2 separate regions of the Rattus norvegicus genome follow, and region 1 is linked to region 2. A link is a contact called in public Hi-C data. All regions are on one chromosome and are shown on one strand. The core of a region is the stretch at or near the end of the contact, and the rest is flanking DNA. Distances in the headings are between cores, read along the strand shown.

Evidence for each region. A called contact is a pair of places that touch in the nucleus more often than the background predicts.
Region 1: a Hi-C map of psoas muscle shows a contact between it and region 2, with 2.0 times the contacts expected there. The contact joins the enhancer-like site here to the promoter of Irgm in region 2. A contact is called at or near these places in 2 of 12 Hi-C or Micro-C datasets (the Rat2 cell line and psoas muscle).

What each region holds. Positions count from the first base shown.
Region 1 is chr10:34,069,646-34,072,638 of GRCr8, reverse strand. All of the region lies in intron 1 of Mgat1 (alpha-1,3-mannosyl-glycoprotein 2-beta-N-acetylglucosaminyltransferase), which reads right to left. Among named protein-coding and RNA genes, the nearest start is that of Mgat1, 4.7 kb to the right of the region's middle. Within about 2 kb of position 1,253, at least 82 of the 93 cell types and tissues checked have an H3K27ac peak or open chromatin away from gene starts, as enhancers often do.
Region 2 is chr10:33,741,275-33,743,974 of GRCr8, reverse strand. Irgm (immunity-related GTPase M) reads left to right here and starts at 1,397. Exons shown (of 3, transcript NM_001012007.1): 1 at 1,397-1,689.

The DNA of each region.
Region 1 (2,993 bases), core at 4-2,503, 330 kb before region 2:
AAGGATAAAGAAGGTAAGACCTAGGAGGGATGCAGGCTCTTCACCTGGGGAACTGGTCAAAGAGATGCAGTACAATGCTACACAATGCCTGGCAGGCGCGCCAGGCAGGAAAGCCCTGAGTCAGTTACTTAAAGAACCACTGCTTCAGTTCCTCCTCTGGAAACAGACAAACTGACTTTAGGATGAGAATGTCAATACCCTGATGTCCTACGTAGAAAGTTAGTTTAACCTGTTGCAATGACACGGAGTTTGAACACACTGTAATAGAGCCTTCTAAGAAACAGAAGCAGGGATGTAATATTGCCATTACTGGTGATTTCCATACTAAAAAGCCAAGGACTGGTGACTGGAAACAGGAAGACCCTAGAATCTAGAACACTCTAGTCTAAATAGTATTAGAAATGAAGACAATAAAGCTGGCCAACAATATTCTCAAGCACAAGAGCCATTACAGTAGTAAAGGTTAAGGAAAATAAAGCTTCACCAGAAAGCCACTCTTCCATGGAGACACGACTGGGTGGGCCACAGTCCCACTGAACCACATTTTGTAAAATGGGGGACTCTATACCTCTTGGGAGCCCCCTGTTCCAACTATATTAGCAAGGAGGCTAGGAAAAAAGTTTTCTTGCCAAATTACATATTTTAACATTGAGTCAAATTTTCCTTGTGTCTGAGCAAAAAAAAAAAAAAAAAAAAAAACCAGCCTTGGTAACTAACTACTCTGGGGTGAGGTTTGCACAAAGTCCACTTTCTACTCCAGCCCCCCACTTCTTCAGGGCGACCCCATCTCTCCCTTGCCCGCACCCACGGTGCCCTCCAACCGAGTTTCACAACAGACTCCTCCGGGAGAAGCCACCCTCCCTCCAGCAGCTAAAGGCCGGGAATCCTGTGGCTGTGCGTTAAGTTACCACTTCCCCACGCGGGGGAGACTGCGCGCTGCGCGGCCCCGGGCGGGCCGCCACTCTCACCGCCCCGGCTTTAGAGCACACTCGGGACTCAGACCTGACTCCCCTAGCTGTGCGGCCTCCCTCCTCCAAGCTCCTTGCCCTCCTGGGACAATCCCCAGGACTGAAGACGCTGGCGTCCCCGGCCCAGCTCACCCGATCGTCTCAACTCACCCTGCCCGGATCCAGGCTAGCCCCGGACCGGCAACACCCAACGCTGGAGCGGCCTCCTCCGGTCTGGCTGGCCTTCCTGCTAGCAAGCAATGTGGTCCTTCCCCGGGAGGGCGGGGCGGCGCTCCCCTAGCCCCGAGGCCCCTCTGTTGGTCCCCGCCCTGCCGCGGGCGAGTCCGCGCTGGCCCCTCCTTCCGGGGCCTTCCTCTACTGCTGACTTCCTGATCACCGGTCAAGATCTAAACAACGGGATTTCCCAAGTCCCCAAACTTAAGAAGGCAGTGGTAGCAAAGATGTTTGGGGGCCCTTTCCCTCTCAGTCGCAGCTCCTGTGTAGATGAGCCAACCCCACTCACACCCTCAGGCTTGTCCTGTTCAGATTTTTCCCAAGTGTCCCTTGTACAGCCCAGTGAATCTAGAGCTTCACCAACTTTGAGGGGTACAGCACTTGGTGGTGTTAGAAGCATTTCCTCAGCAAAAAGAGCGTTCACTAATCCCAGTAAGAACCTGGGAACCATTCTCTATATGCAAGGGAAGTTGCAGGCTATTAATTTGAAAAAGGCAGCAAGAGAGGGGTGAGGGTGTGCAAGCAACAAGTATGAGATGCAAAAGGGAAGCTAGGGAGGAAACACCTGCTGCCCAAAGTGGGTAAGAGCCAGCTGGCCGTTTCATTTCTTTCTTTTTCTTTTTTCTTTTTCTTGGGGTGGGGTGGGGCGGGGGTGGGGGTGGGTGCCCCATTATGGGTGGGGAAACCAAAGTTAGGCCTGTGTGCGGGGGTAGAAGCTCAGTCCTAAGGAGGGAAAGAATCACAAGCTTTTGTGGTAACCCTAAAAGTGAATAGGGGAGTGCCATGTAACCCCTGCAACTGTATTCCTTTGTACTTCAAAGCAAAAGAAACATGGAGAGAACTGGGAGGAACAGGGAGACTCATCAGGAACCGGCTGAACAGAGTTCTAAACAAGGAATACCTCAATCAGCTTCAAGCAGCCTGAGAGGGAAAGGAAAGATGAAGACCAAGAGCTTCTGGGCCTGACTTGGATGTCAGCAGTGGCCCCAGAGCACAGACTGTTTTTGAGATCTAAGCCCTGCATAATTAGCAACTCAGAGCAAGCCACATCTCACTGGTTGGACCGTTTTGTTTTTTGGTTTTTTGTTTTGTTTTGGTTTTTGGTTTTTTTTTTTGCTTTTTTTTTAATCCGAAAGTCTTCGAATCCATACCTTCCACTCACCTCTACTATAGTCTCACTCCCTCCCACACCCTGCTGTGCCTGAGCCTTTGCCTAAGCCTTGGCTCCCACCACCCTTGGATCTCTCACCCAAGAGGGGAGCAGGAAACCACAGGCCACTCCCCAGAGGGTACTGCCAGTTGATTACTTGATACACTCAACCTCAGCCAGACCCTCCTACCCACAGACTTCACCGGGTGTTCCAGAGCCCAAGGTAAGGAGGACCTGTAGGTATGTGTTTACAGAGTGATCATTCACTAACTTGTTCCTACAAGACACCAGGAATGATGCAGAAAGTAGGGAGTGTCTTAAGGGCTCTGTGGGCAGAAGAGGACGTAAAACAAAATTGTAAGGAGACACTAGGTAGAGTTGCCCTTCTTTCTAAGCCTGCTTTCTTGACCTTTTTATACACTCTCCCAGCATCTCTGCAGAGCACAGAATCAACCCGTTCTTCAGAGGAGTCTGAGGCTCTGCGTCTATGTAAGCTGTATATGTATATATGTCTATGTATATGTAAGTTGTCACAAGTCATGGCCAGATTTTAGATGTAGGCATTCCAGCTTCCAAACCTGGCACCCACGTCCTTGAGAAGGACTGCTGAGATGGCTTTGTGCCCATGTGACAGGGACACAGTGGGGCAGTGGAGAAACCTT
Region 2 (2,700 bases), core at 148-2,647:
GGAGACACTGTCTCTGGAGTAATGAGATCTCCTGAGTTGAAATGCTGGCTCACTGAGACAGAAGGTTCCAGAAACTCTCTTCTTGACCATCCTGTACTGTCCTCAGACCTGTTCCTGTTTGTTCTTATAGAAATCACATAAAGAAAGCAGGACATATAATTTTCCGGTCTCTAAAGATCGAAATTAGCCAGAGATTTGCAGCAGCCTGGTTTCTCCTCAGGCTTTAAGGAGAGAAGCTGAGGGCTTAGAGAGATCAAACAAAGGTAGATGCTAGCTTTCACTCAGACCCTCCAGTTTGTTAAACAGGAAAGTGAAAGCAGCTGACATTTGTTCCTATTCACAGCAACTCAGTCTTTTCCAGTAAGGAAAAAGAGAAAGCCACCAGCACTAGCAGAGGATCACATTACTGGTCACTCGGAGGGATGACAGAGAGGGCTCCTTGTGACCAGAGGATCGCATTGCCCAAACCTCTGGTCAATACTGAGCCTGTAATGGGCAGACGTTGTGTTGGGGACACCAGAAAGCGCCAGTAGGGGCCTCCTCATTCCTCTCCCTCACTCGCGCAGTGAGGATGGAACAGGCTCAGCTCTGCTTCTCTTTGCTCAGCTGTGCAGTGAGAGCTCGCCCGGACCGGACCGCAGAGCAGCAAAGAGAATTACGGAGCCGCCCACGGCTCTGAAAGCAGTTCCACTCCTCCTCACTGCCCGCTTTGACACTGTGACCGTAGCCGGTTGCTAGAAAACATTTCTGCTTTTCTTCATGAGAAGAACATCACACAGGGGTCAGTGCTTCTATGCCACCGTCAAAGTGTCCAATCCCTGCTTTTTGCTCAGGTATCTGACTCTCTAATAATCTACCTCCAGGATCTAAGGAAAATGAAATATGCCCCCTCTCAGCTCAGACCCTCTTCCCACTCAAACACTAGGAAGGACAAGGCGCCGGTGTTCTGACATTCTCCCTTAAAAAGACAGTGAGTAACCAAGTGAGCGAGTGAACAGGGAAAACAAATCATACGGAACGAGATCTCAGTGCCACCTCCAAGCACTTGAGGGGCCTGAGTTTGCTGGGTCTTGAGGTTAACATTACCCAGGGCCAGCATCTCCACAGGTGGTGTCCATGTATGTGAAAAGGGTTCAGGCACAGAATGCTCTGATGTTGGGCTGGCTGTTAAAATCCCTAAGCGGACACAATTCCCACCCCAATGGCCCCACCCCCACTTCCACCACCCGCCCCCGCCTCCCCCCAATCCCTCATCTCAGCCCTGTTGAACTTGGGTCAGCACAGCAGGGCTCTGCTCCTATTTGAAGAATACTAGGCAGCCGGCCCAGCCCAATTCTGAAAACCAGTTCGTTTCAAGGAATAGAAACTGAAACCGACTCTCTATTGGGAGTCCCCTCCCGGCTGGGCCCTGGCAAACAGATCTCAGATCTAGAAACTGCAGGACAAACTGCTTAGAGACCAGAGGCAGAAAGGAAATCCACCCGATCAGACCTCGTCTTGGTTCACTCCTCTCAGAACTCCAGACCTCTGCATCTCATCTCTAAACATCCGGGTCTAGATTCCAGTTCTGGGTCTCTCTGTAGAGAACTTTTGCCGGAGGACCGCAACGTTTATTTCTAAGAAAGAAGGAGGGGGTGACGTTACAGGAAGCCCACTAACATTGAATCACACATAACTCTTCTGGATCAGGTAAGTAAGCTTGGCCACCCCCAACTTTTCTTCCCTACAATATGAACGATAAAAACCCGTGAAGCCAGGTCACGTGACCTTTGGGCCTGGCTTCCTTTGCTCATGCAGTGTCTACAGCAGAGCCTCTCTCTGACTGTCTTCAGTACCACACAACCCTGCTGAATCTTTGCTACTCAGATCCGTCTAAGCCACCAGACTGGAGGCAAATGTTTACCTCACCTGTATATTCTCGGCCTTGTGGATTTTCTGATGTTGGCTAAATTTGAAGAAGGAAGGCAGAGTGTGCCAACTCATATTCTCTTGGAATCTAAGATAGTGCCTCTTCATATCTGCACAAAGTAAACGCCCGAGATCGGAATACATGAAAAAATATGGGGGAAGAAAAAGAATTTGTTTCTTATCAGTGGGATAGAACTCAGGGTGGGATTTGAGTATAAGGTATCTTAATGACTTTTTTGTCTGACTCCATTAAAATGTTTTATTTGCACTGAAAAAAAAATGGCTCTGTTTAAGGAACCACCTCATTCACCAATCTGTAAATTTATAGTTAATGAGGTGGGAGCTTTTCAAATACCATCTTCCCAGAGCATGTGGACTCAGGATTGTCCCCATTCACCATGAGGAAGTTTGTCACACTTTCCAAATAAACATCGTGATTTTTTTTCTGTCTTTCCTAATAGTAATCAAACAAAGAATTAATGAGGGTTTTAGCACACACAAGGATACCAGTTCCCAAAAATCCTTGATTTTTGGTTCATTACTAGTCCAGTCTGGTTCCCATGTTTCCTTGAGTCTTTCTGAGAGAGATTCATAATAATTGTTTTATACACAAACCACGCATAGAGCCTATGCAGAAAAAAAATCCACTTGTAAATTTTACATCAGGTAAGCCATGAAATTTATTTAGTGGTTTATAATAAGCATGTTTCCAAGTTAATTAATTGAAGTAGAAAATAGCGAAACTCTGCTCGATGAACTAAGATGGGATAAAGTGGCAGCAGAGGGAATTGT